2 separate regions of the Dromaius novaehollandiae genome follow, and region 1 is linked to region 2. Evidence: chromatin contacts called from public Hi-C data. All regions are on one chromosome and are shown on one strand. The core of a region is the stretch at or near the end of the contact, and the rest is flanking DNA. Distances in the headings are between cores, read along the strand shown.

Region 1 (6,459 bases), core at 3,085-5,584, 140 kb after region 2:
TTGGTAAGACTTTCATCTCCAAACCTAGCTGGAGGAGCTAACTTGTCACTACGTCTAGGCCTTTGCAGTAAAACAACTGAATGCTTCTACATAGCACATATGTTTATATGGCTGTTACTGAATCTTTGGAGAGATTTTCTTCATCATGCTGTTTCCTTGCCTGAGTCATAAATGCAAAACCTGAGGCCTGGGTTCATGATAAGTTTAAACAGGGAAGCTCTCATATGTGAGTATACTTCCTATTGTTTTTATTTCAGTTCTCCAGTTAATCTTTAAGATGATGCAGAAGGAATTTCTTGTTTAAAGTGCAAAAACTGTTCTTATTGAAAGGCTAGTGTTCTTTACTGAAAATAAGGCTTTCATCATCAGTTACATTGCTGGGTGTTGCTCTGCAAAGGTTACATAGCTTCAGTCTTCTCCATGCTTGTGTGACAAATGAAATGAATTGAGGGGTGTCCCTTGAAATAAAGAAGAGGTGGTCATTCAATAGCCACTGCAGTTTCAGTTTGTACTATAGCAGGGATTGTAGTAAACCTGATATTCAGGTAGGATTTAACCTGCACCACAAACTGACACTTACTTATTGCTCTGGTCAGCTGTTGTAGGTTGCAATTGAAGACACACTTCTCCTGTGCATTGGGAGGCAATGGATAGACACAAAAAGGGAAGTTCTGCAATGCTGGTTCCTAGGAGCTGGGGGGATAGGCATGCAGCGTTCACAAGATGCACCTAGATAGTGTGGATACTGAGCTTGGATCTATGTTGTGTCAGCCAAAACTTCTAATGTTGTTTAAGGATTTTTTTTTTCTTGAACTGCTTACAATAGCAATAAAACCACTAGTCCCACTACTACTGTCACTACTTTTTGGCAGTTATACTAGCCAAAAACATGCATTTGCCAGTAAACAGGGTAAACAGACTACTAGAGGCAGAATGGAGAAATGCTGGAAGCAGAGAGAGAGAGAGAATGAAAATGAGAATGAAGAAGGCCAGATGCTACACTGCAAGTGCAATATAACTAGTTAGCATAGGAATTGTCACTAAATTTGTATTCCTGAATGAGAAGTTTGTTTAGAAGTAAGGCGCAGGGGAGGAAGGCATTTGGGAGCCTAGCACAGGGCCTCCTTATATACCCTTCCCATCCTCACAGGTGAAAAGGGCAGCAGGGGGAGAATAGAGTGATGATCTCTAAGAAATCTCTAACAAATGACCATGTAAGTGATGTAAATTCACTTCATGTAAGTGATATGAATTTTATAATTCTGTAACCATAACCAGTAGTTACTGTAGCCATGCCAGACCTTCTAACATAAAGAGGGAGGGACCAACAGATAGTTCCAAGCTGTAGTAAAAGTACATCTATATATTTTCAGGAAGAAGGTGTGATGAGTTTCAAGCTGAAGCTGTTCATTTAATTTTACCAATTATTTGTACTGTTGTAATTTCCTTTTAATATTTTCACTGAGGTCACAGACATTTTGAGCGCGAGATTTTTAGTTTTATACTTGCCCTTACAGCACATTGCTCGTTGCTATGTCTATGAACATAATAAATATTATAGTGATAATAATGTGTACACAAATCACTTCAGGACTTCTAAAGGAGGAGGTGAAAATCCTCAGTGGAAATCAAAATGCTGCCAGAGAAAGTAAGAGCTCATATATCCAACTAAAACTGCAAGGGGAAGCTAGTTAAACAGTGTAAATTTGCATGGGGCACTCTGGCAAAGATGCTAATGGTAATACTGTTTCTGTTGTGAGGAGTTACAGTAGGCTCTTTTTCTATTATTTTATAATGATCAGGATTCAGTTACACACTTTGTCCAAAGATTTGTCATCTCCATACCTTTACCATGTGGCACACTGCTTTATAACACTTTATGTTTGATTTAGTTTTGGCTCTGAAAGGAGACTGCCACTTACGAGTAACCGGAGGTACACTTTTCTGTAACATTTGGGGTGGATTTGCAGCAAGGAGGTTGAGTTTAAACGAGTTTTCCTTAAATCCTGGACAAGTTCAGACTGTGGTGGAATAACTATAGCATATTATAGATGAGTATTTTTCTGACACTACTGGAGAAAATAAGCAGAGAGAATAGAAAAAGATGATGACTTAAATGTGAATACAAAAAAAAAAAAAAAAAAAAAAAAGAGGTGAGAGAAGCAAGCATGAGGCTGAAGTGGTGTGGAGGGCTACTGAAATATGTCCTGAATACCTCATCTGAAACATTAAGTGAATTAATAGTGACTGGAAAAAGGAGTACATTAGCCAGGAGAACTCCACGTGTTGGAGATCAGAAGGCAAAAAAAAATTGGGGAGAATGGCCAGAAATCATTGGGTTGTGCCTAATAAGGACCAAGAAATATGGATTTTGATCACCTACGTTAAAAGACTATAGGGGAGAAATGAGTGCAGTGTATACAAGAGAAGGAATGTAGGTTAAGGAGAATTTAGATATGGTCCAAGCTTGAAGGGAACCTGTTGCCTGTTTTGAATAAGGTTAGAGTAATATAAAATCAGAGATGATAGAAAAACACACAGTTGTAGGGGACCTGCATAATCTCTATTCCAGAATGTTGAAAAAGGGGGTATACATAATTGACACTGCAGTAGCAAGTGTTTTCATCAAACTGACTGCAGGGATGATAGCCTTTGACTAGAGAAAAGTAAACTTGCTCGTTGTAAGAATGCAGCTGAGGAGAAGGGGAAAAAGAGGGGACTTTCTGAACAACTAGGATTTCCCAGTTTAACCTCAGCAATGTGCATGGTCTTGGAACAGTTCTTGTAGGAAGAGTACCGTAAAACATGGACACACTTGTTTGGGGTCATATCAGATTGGCAGTGCAACTGGTGCACTATACTGAATAGCAGAAGCTGTGCTCTTAACTGCTGAATGCATGCTTTAACAGCATTCCTATGATCCTGGCCCACAGGATTATCATATAGAAAGAACTGAGCAATCCACTTTCCTCTTCAAACCTGACAGGACCTACAGTTTTGCATCCCCATTCACCTAGTCCTTGCAACAAGGTCAACAACAAAATTACTCAAGATGAAAGCACACAGAAAGTGGAATAAAATGCCGGCTGAGTGATCTGTGATGAAAGCATAGCAGAATGCTTTCTTTGATGTTGCTGTTTTTATAATAATAGTGGAGATTGGCTCTCTAGGTTTAAGCATAGCACTTAAAATAGAGACCCTTAGGAAACTTGTTTAAGGAAGAGATGATAGTTTCTGACTAAAGAGACTAGACAAGGCTATTTTGAAATGAGAATTCTTGTCTCTGCTATGGTTTCCTCGCATAGTGATGGGAACTGTAGGCCTTGTCAGCTCTGAAGTGGATTATTCAGTTCTTTCTATATGATAATCTCATGGGCCAGAGTCATACACATGATATTAAAGCATCTATTCAGCAGTCAAGAAAACAACTTCTGCTATTCTATATGGTTCATCAGTTGCATTGCCAATCTGATATGTGGGATTGATTAAACATGTCTAATGGAATCCTTGAAAAGTGTTAGTATCCTTGTAAGGCACTGGTAACAGCTCAGATGCATGTATTTTTAAATAAATGCACAAAATATACTATCTATTTTAAGCAGAACAGTTGCAAAGAAGGGCTGGTAAGATGACTAGAGAGATAAAAAAAAATTTAGGCTTGTTTAACTTGGAAAAATGAAGACTGAAAAGGAATGTGATCGAATAACTGCCTTTGGGCGTTTAAGCTTTTTTTTTTCTCCTTCTCTGATACTTAGTCTTGCAAAAAATCAATGAATATTAAAAGATCATGCATAAATTTAGTCTAGAAACTTAAGGTTTCAAATCAGAAGAGTTTTGTAACAGCCTTCCAGCTAGGGATAGGGCAAAGAACCTATTATTTCAAGATCTAAGTTGGAATACTTATGAAAGGAACAGCCATTAAACTTGAGGAGACTTTCAGGGGACGAACTTGATGAGATTGGGTTGCCACTATGGATTGCTTTCACTGTATCTATGTGCTATTTAACCTCCCCTTAGAGAGTCTATTTCTGCTCTGACCATGTTCATGACTTGGCTTCTGCGATCAGCAACAAGCTCCTGGATCAGAGTTTAGGATCCATTTTCAGGACCAGGAAAGCACTTCTATCACGTGTGGTTAGGAAGGGCCTGCTTAGGGAGCACTGGTGCAGCCTTTTCCGCTCTGAGCCTGCCGGGCTACCGGCTGCAACGGCAACGCGCTCCGTTAAAGCCAGGACGGGCAGCGACCGCGACGCCACGTAACCGTCGTAACGGCCGGGGCGCTCTGGTCTCCCCCCGCCTCAGCCACCGGGGCCCGAGCGCGCCCTCGGCGGCGCATGCGCAGGCCCGTCCCTGGGGCGCCCGGCACAGAGAGGACGCCCGCGTCGGGGGCGACGCTGCCCTGCGGGTTCCGGCTCAACGTGACGGCGTCACTTCCCGGAGGCGGGGCAGGAACCAGTAGGTGATGAGGCACCGGGGAGCGGGCCCCGTCCCCATGGCAATGGGGTGCGCGCGTCGCCGCGGGCCGGCGGCGAGGGTGGGGGGCGCGGCGCGCTCCCGCGGTGCTGGCGCGCGCGGGGCTCCCCGCAGCCCCCGGGGCCGAGGGTTGGGGCGGGGCGCGGCCCGGGCCCCCTCCCCGCCCGCTGATTGGCTGGACGGCGCGCGCCCTCGGGGCCGTTGCATCGGGGGGGCGGGGCCTGGGAGAAAATAGGATTTAAAAATGGGGGCCTCTCCCGTACCCTAAGGTGGCTGTAACTGCTGCTTTTCTGAGGAGAGGCTCTCCTGGTTTTAGTCGCAGGGACACTCTGTCGATGAGGATATTTATGTACATGAAGCTTAGGTTAGTTTTGGCCGTTTAGCTGATGCTGAGGTCGGTCAGAGCAAGCCCAGAGAGTGCAGTGGTGATGAGGGGCACTGATGCTTTGTCCTTGTGGTGATGAGGGGCGCCGACGCTTTGTCCTTGCCCTCCCATAGGGTTTATAAACGTTCCTGTGTCTTGACTGCTTTTTTTCTGGAAGTGAGGTATAGAAGAATAACAATTCCTGAATAACAGCGTTCTGAATAACAATTAAAAAATCCCTGCAGACATAAAAGTAGAAGAATACGTGGCAAATTCAGTGAACACAAGGGTTGGTTGGTTTTGTTTGTCCCCAGATGTTGGGGTAGTACGTGTGCTCTTGGTGGCTGTCTCATGTAAAAGTACTTTTTATTTATCTCTTTGTACTCTTAAAAATAATAGCTTTAGTTCTTAACTACGATAACAAAATGATACTATGCTATTGAAAATTCTCTAGCTTCTTTCTCTTCTGTTTTTGCCATGGAAAGAGAGAACCATATTTTGCATTTAAAACAGTAGGGACAGATGAAGTAAAAGCCAATGATTGTCTCTGTACATATTTTTCACTTGAATGCTTACAAGTGTTTTGAGTAATTTGGGAGAGGTGACGTCTTTCTCTTTCTCCTTAGGCTGTCTGCAGACAGAAGTGAACTGATAACCTCTGCTACTTTTAATTCCAACCAAAATGAAGATCCCTTCTTTACTGCTGAGATTCCCTCACTGTTATTTTTCTAGAAGGACTTACTTCAAGAGCTTTCACTTCAGCTCCAGATCAGATTTTCTGTGCACCGAATCTCTTATGCCAGTGCACCTGTACTATACAAAACAGATGTTTTCATTAAAGGGCTTGAAGAGAGAGCTGTGTCATAAAGCTGCTATTGACCAGCAGATAGAGGGACTTTCTGACAGAGAGCAAGGACTTGTAGACAAACTTTACAGTGGACTAATACAAGGTCATAGAGCCTGTTTAGCAGAAGCCATTACCCTTGTAGAGTCAACTCACCACAGGAAAAAGAAAGTAGCCCAGGTGCTTCTTCAGAAGGTTTTATCCTACCACAGGGAACAAGAAAAGTTAAATCAAGGAAAGCCACTTGCCTTTAGAGTGGGTCAGTCCTTTTATGTCTGTCGAGTAGTTACTTTGATGTAATTATAACAATCACTTCTCATTATGCTCTTTAAGCGTTATGGTCTGTAGTCTTGTATCATTGATTTCTGTGGTTTGTAGCAAATCCAGATCACTTCTGTTGTCCGGTAGAGTCATGTCTTGAGCTGAAAAATGCTCTTGAAAAACTCTTAAAAAATAATTGTTGCTTGTTCAGTGTTTTGGGAGTTTTTTGGTTTTTATGTAACTGTTACGAGCTGAAACATTTGGCAGTTTGCATGATTGTTCCAGCCTATTACCTGCACTCAGATAGGGAAGGATGTAACCAAGCAGACCATTCTTTTTGAGAGGTATGTGTTTTTCTGAGTGCTTCCTGAATCCCTTCATCAATACACAAAAGGAAAAATACGTACCTTCCTCTTTTGTGGCCTTACCTTAAAGCAGCCTGCTGTTCAGCTGAGGAGAGTGGAACCTGGTTCTCTTGGAAATCATAAACTATTTTTCACTGGCAAAGAGATGGACT
Region 2 (6,514 bases), core at 1,035-3,534:
GTAAGTAAAATCTTACCAGTTACTCTTTAGTTCAAATTAACAGATTTTGAAGTCAGAAAGAGTGGGAAAGGAATGACCTTTCTGGTCACTGAACTTAAGGCAGACACTATGAGAAACCCCAAGAAGACTCATCCTCTCATCCCACCTCCTTTTGCTACCACCCTCAAAATTCTCCTTTCTGACAGTTATATGAAAATCCTAATTTTTACTTTCAGTCAACAGAAATAAGGCCAGGGAAGGCTATGACTGAAGCCATGATGTGATCTGTATACAATAGCAACTGACTGGATAGGCAGGAGTTACAAACCAGGCTGAGTACTGCAGTAGCTCTGTATAAGCAGTATCAAACTTCCTAAGAGGCCCAGCTTTGCCACCAAGAAGCTGGTCCACTGGAAACAGAAGCCATCTCCTCGAGGTCTCTGTAAGCAAGGAGCAGAGAAACTGAGAGAAGGGAAAGGAAAGCCCTGATGACACCTGAGGCTCTAAGGCACAGGGAGCTGGTTAAGCAGCAAGGGGATATAAGGCCTTTAAGACAAGGAGTGTGAGGTATAAGCACTAGTGAGGGACTGGAGGGAAAGCTCAAACTTCCCCCCAAAAAGACAGAAGTCCAGTGCAATGCTGAACTGTAAACAATTGCTGGCACTGACTCAGCTACCATACTTAAGAAATTAAAGGTAACAGATTTCTGCATGTAACACTTGGTTCTCCTGTAGATTTAGGTGGTAAGACTAGATGCTTTTGTGAGCTATCAAACTAGTATCCAGTTACAGAGTTTCTTAGGATTATTCCATTTTTCCCTAATTCTATGAGTCACCTTTGATGCCAGAAGTATCCTCTAACATGTTCACAAATTTGTCTTCCCTCATATTTCAGTCAGCCTTTTGTCACTATGATTCAGAGACCAGTTAGAGGAAAGGTAAATGCCTTTCATCATGTCGGTTAGGCTTCAACATGCCTTTATACATGAGGTCACCCAAAAAGTAAGATCATTGTGCGTGACAGAATGCAAACGTAGTTCCAGTAAGTGAATAAACTGATATTAGAGTCACATAGTTGTCAGGTCCCCAAAAGCCTGCTCTTTTTGTGTCCAACTCCTAAAGTCAATCAGTCAATGGTCATCCACACAGATTTTTGCTCATGTACTGCTATAGAAGTCATTTATTTCTAAAAAAGGTGGAGGTCCCACTAAAAAAGTCTGGTCAGTACACGCACAATTTTAAAGGCATACAGAGAAACACGTCAATCAAAAGGCACCTGAAACACCTCACCATTAAAATGAATGGTCCCTCAAGGTAAAGATGACCAAATTATAACTCGTGTGGCTAATCAGTGACTAGTTATTGTAAACACCTTTAACCAGTGCTGTCACCAAAAACAGCAGTTCTAGCTATCAGTGGTTCCCCTGCACCAACCACTAGTGCAGGCACACTCAGCTCACAAAACTGACTCAAGCTAAAGACTTAAAGAAAAAAAAATTGGCTTTATGATTCAATTCATTGCCTGGCTGTGCTAACACCTAGGCCAGCACCAGGGCATGGGGGCACCCAAAGGTGGTGCACGACCACCTCTAGCCGCCTCACGCTTTCATGAAAGCGCAACCTTGAGAAGAGCGCAGCTCTCGGCCACTTTCACGTGCACCCTTCCCCGCTCCAGACAGCGCAGATTAAGGAAAAAAAAAAAAAAAAAAACCACACACACACCCACCAACACACACCTATCCTTACAGCTAGCAAATCTCGTCGGGGCGACTCAGGGCGAGCCAGGGTCAGGCACCCGGGGGGGGGGGGGGGGGCGGCCCTGGGGCCTGCCGCCGCCACCCGCCTCCCAGCCGGACGCAAGGGGAGCAGTTTCCCCGGCCCGGCCGCCCATGCCCTGGGAGCGGATCCGCGCGGGCTGGGCCCGCTCGGCGCCCCCTGAAGGGCCCGGCGCGGCCCTCGGTGCGGGCACACGCAGACGAGTTAACCGCCCCCAACCGCCACCGGGCGGGTCCCGCACCCCTCCCCCACCCGCTGACTGGCACTTACCGGAGGAGGGGCGGGCGCGCTCCCCCCTCGTCCTCCCCCCCGCGCCGGAAAACGGCTCGCGGGAGCGGCGCCGCCTCCTTTTCGCCTCGCCAGGGCCCCAGCGGCGGCGCAGGCACTTCAATCTCCCGCGGCGGTCGCTCTGCGATGATGCAGCCGCAGCCAGCCCCGTCCCGGTCTCGCCCTCCCGCCTCGCCGCTTCTCATCACTCTTCTACACACGCACGCGCGCACCCACACCGCTTGCCCGCCCCCCCCCCCCCCGCCCACGGTTGGTTTGTCCCACCGGCCACACCTGTGCGAGTGGCTGTGGCTCGTACCATTTGTCGCAAAGGGGAGGAAGGAGACAGCCGGTGAATCGCCCCAGGTGCTTTGGGAAGACGCGGCACGTGGCGTGGGCTTCCCCTGAGGGTTTTTTTTTTTATATAGTGGGAGGCTTTAAGGAAGCAGGTGGTGCCGAGCCGAGAGGCAGTCGCCCGCGCAGTCCTCCTCCTCCCCCCCGCAGTGGTACCGTCCAGGAACGTGTCCCTTCCCCCTACCGCGTCGGTCCGCGCGCTCGGTTGTGCCCGCGGCGGGGGTGTGCGTGTACCCGCCCACCGGCCCTGGCACGCGGGAGGCGCGTGGGGCCGGGTTCAGCGCCGGGTGCGCGGTGTCAGCGCTCGTCTGCGCTGGGCGGCCGGGCGGGCTCTGGTTAACGCGCAGGTCAAAGTGTGCTGCTCTGCGATCCCCGCCCCGCCGGGGCACCCGGTTCCGCGAGCGGGAGCTGGGCTGTTTTTCCCCGGTGTGGTTCAAAGCATCTCCGAAACGGGCGGCCTGAGGCGCCGCGGCGGCTCCTCAACACGGGCCGAGGAAGCGGCATGTGCCGTGTCCTTCCCCCTCCCCGGGCCCCCTGACACGGACGACAGAGTGAGGCTGCAACTTCAACTTCAGATGCCTTTCTGTGCTTTGAAGGGAGGGCGTGAAAGCTGCAGGCGCGGGATGGATCCTTTTTAACGCTGCTTGTGTGAAAAAAACGCATGAATTTGGCCTAGTTACAAGTCTGCCCCCGCGGTGGCAGCGGGGAACCCAGCGCCGTGCGGGAGCTGCCGTTGGAGCCGCCCGGGGCGGGCGCCGCGCGCCGCGCTCTGCCCAACGGCCGCCCGCGGGGGGAGGGGCGCGGGCGGCGGCACGGGGCTCGGCGGGCGGCCGCGCCGGTGGCCAGGGCTCCTCGGGGGGGTCGGAGGGGTGGTCCCCGTCGGACGCTGTCGTTTAAATCAGGGTCGGGAGCATCACGCGGAGCGCCGAGGGGGCGAGGTCTGCCCCCCCCACGGGCGCGGTGCGGTAGGTGAGGCGGCAGCGGGGTGGTGGGGTGAAGGGAGGGGGAGGGCAGGGCGGGAGAGTTGCTGCGGCGGGGAGAGGGCCGGGCCGGCAGTGTGGCCCTGCCCCTAGAGATGGTGTCGCCGTCGCATAAAACGGAGCCAGCGCTTGTGCAGCCCAAAGCGCTCGAGCGTTTTGTTCCTTTTGACACCCGCGTCGGGCTGTGATTGGATTAAAGTTTCATTTTTGGCTGTGGGACCAGTTTAAGCAGTGCCTTCACCTCCTTCAGGACTCAGTTGAACCCACAAATGATTTGCATCTGACAAATGATTGTGGGATGCAACAGGAAACATTTTAAAGAGGGGATTTTTTTTTTTGACAAGTAATTTTTATCATGTGTTAAGGCCCCAGAAAGACAGGTGTGTCACAGGAGCCAGTACTGAACTGGGAGGAGGGACCATGGCAATCACATCGGCTGCCTTTTTGCCCAAAGAGAGAGTTGTTAAACTATGCCCTGAGTATGTGTATGTAACTACATGAATAATAAGTGATAACTCTCATGCTGCACTACTCTTTTGCAGAAATACTATGACAGATGGGATGAAATATGTAGAATTTCTGTAACTCAATAGTGGGAAAGCAGTGAGAAGGGTAAGCAAGTGTACAACAAATTCAGACTTTCTTTTTTTAACCAAATGCTTGTTTAGGCTAGGAACTCATCACTAAAACATATTATCAAGCCAGAACATTTAGTAGGAATTAATAAAAAAATAAATAAGCACTTAGATCTAGCTAGAATAAATATCAATGATGATTATAAAGTCTAACACTTAAGGACACACAGTAAAAAAAATCACAATGTGGCTGGTTAAAAAAATCTTTTTAGGTTGCCTATTTGCTTAATAGTTCATTATGAAATGTTTAACTTTGTCTGAAATGACCATTTTTGGTGGAAATAGAATATCAGGTTATGTAAACCATTAGTTAACCAGCAGGTTATGTAAACCGATCTGGTAAGGCCTGATTCAATATACTTTTTCTGTGTATGTTAAATAGGCTGTTAGCATGTGAACAGTACTTTTGAAGACAGTAGGCTTAAAAATAACCTAATGAAAGTTGGTTATCAGTATCTGGTCTCATGTTTCCCATGCTGTAGTTCAGTATACATTTAAGCTGGTAGTGCTGTGGAAAGAAACAATGCTTTGCTGCTGCTAGCTGCTTGGTCATACAGCTCTGTACAGCTAGGCAGTGAAGTACACTGAGAAAACTGACCTGGCTGACAGAGCTAAGCTTCCCCTGCCCTGAGCTCCATGATGTTTTTCGGCAAGATCAGCTCTCCAAGCCATTTTTTTTGTGTACTCGCTAGGGTTATCCCAAACCCCTTCTACCAAATCTGAACAGCATATTCAAAGTTTTAGTTTAATTCCTTTTTGGTAAGATTGTGCTCCATCAGATGAATAGATCCTGAGCATTTAAAAAATCTTGTTTTATTCCTTCCACTCTTCTAAAGTGTATTCTGTTGTTTGTGAGAGTATTCATTGTAGCTCTGTGTACTAGTTGATGCTTTTTAAAATTCATGCCCCTTAAGTGAACTGACTTGTGGCAGTAACTCATTTTCATAAGCTTAGAAAGAGACCTGTACTGCTTGGATTAGGGCGGTAGGAAGAGTAGAAACCTGGTTTTAGACTCTTTTGTGAATCTTTAAAATTTCTTCCCCAGGGTGCGCTCATACTGATACCTGCAAAACAAAACTGTTGCTCTCCTCATGCAGAAGCTTTGAAAAAAATATACACAAAATACTATAACAGTAAATAAAACAGTAAAGAAGAGGTACTGTTACGTGGTGATAAGAAAATGATATTTTTCCTGTCATCAGAGGTAGCTTATGTACTTTAGTCCAACATTTAATTGAGTCAATAGAAAGATTTCCATTGACTTTAGTAGGCGATGGATCAGGCTTAAAGAGGGATAAGAGTATCTTCAGAAAAAAACAATTTTCTTTATGGATCTGTATGTCTTGACAAACTTATTTTTAATTCTGCTGATAAAGAATAGGCATGATTTCATGTTTGTCTTGCAGAATAGCATAATGTAATAATAGCAGAATATAGTAGTGGCTGCATTACTCCTGGATGCTATTTATAGCTGACTGGAAGTTTGTGCTGTATGCACAACTGAAAGATCATACACTCCCAGTATTACATACGTTCATTACATCTCAAGGGACTGCAGAAGTGCAGTCTACTAAGTTTGAAACCAGCATCTTTCAAAAAAAGTACTCATCGTGTAACACTTTGCCTTCTCCAGAGTTTGGTCAATGCTATAACTCCTGGCCTATTACTTTAGCTGCTTTAGTTCTGTGTTAAATCCATGTATGCTTCATACAGTATCAGATTCAAGGTGCTTAACATTTCAAGCCAGCATTCCTTAAAAATGCCATAAAACTCTCAACTAATGTCACAGCCAACAACTTAGTTTCTCAGCACAATAGAGCAAGCAATAGAAGGGTTGGTTTGAGTCTGTAAAATGAATTCCTGTGAGAGTAACTAATTACAACCCCTGTCCCACACAGAATGAAAAAGACAGGATGTAAGAGCTGCACATGACCTATTGGTCACATTTCTTAATTCACTACCAATAGTATTTTTGACACTGCAGTAGTAGGTGCAGTCTGAGATTTTGTCTAGAATATACTATTGTAGTCCCGAATTTGTGTTGGATTTCTCATACTGAATGGTAATCATTTGTCTGAGAAAAGTGGTAAAAAGCACATTGTGGTAAAAGTGATTCCTCCTACCCTTGAGGAACACTTCTTCGTTAAAATCTATTGAAGATGTTGGTCTGAAGTCATAGGTTTGTTTGGTCAAGAAATATTAAGAGGATGGGCAAGAAAAGTCAGTTAAGATTTTGGAAGTCATGAGCAGTTGCATTGTAAACATGACACATCTTTGAGCAGCAGAAGCACTGAATGCTGGTTTCCATGGCTTTCCATCTTCTGTCTTTGCATCATCCTGGCCCCCTCCCTCCTGTGACAGTAGCACTAGCTTCCTGACGTGTTCCCTGTCTCCTTATTCCCCACAGTATTTCTAGACGCCACCCACATTGCTCTGCCACTTCTATTAGACTTCTAGCTCTCTAGCATGCCTTGCAATACTCTCATCTTTCTTTTCTGTTTGCCAAGTGTTAGCTGAACAATAG

What was found. A called contact is a pair of places that touch in the nucleus more often than the background predicts.
Region 1: a Hi-C map of liver shows a contact between it and region 2, with 7 times the contacts expected there. The contact joins the promoter of MMAA here to the promoter of SMAD1 in region 2. A contact is called at or near these places in 3 of 4 Hi-C or Micro-C datasets (brain, liver and ovary).

Annotation. Positions count from the first base shown.
Region 1 is chr4:36,965,495-36,971,953 of bDroNov1.hap1, forward strand. MMAA (metabolism of cobalamin associated A) reads left to right here and starts at 4,335. Exons shown (of 7, transcript XM_026106113.2): 1 at 4,335-4,455; 2 at 5,464-5,940. The coding sequence starts at 5,520.
Region 2 is chr4:36,831,937-36,838,450 of bDroNov1.hap1, forward strand. SMAD1 (SMAD family member 1) reads left to right here and starts at 2,285. Exons shown (of 11, transcript XM_026106171.2): 1 at 2,285-2,387; 2 at 3,898-3,967. It overlaps OTUD4 (OTU deubiquitinase 4), which reads right to left and starts at 2,450. Exons shown (of 22, transcript XM_064510769.1): 1 at 2,341-2,450.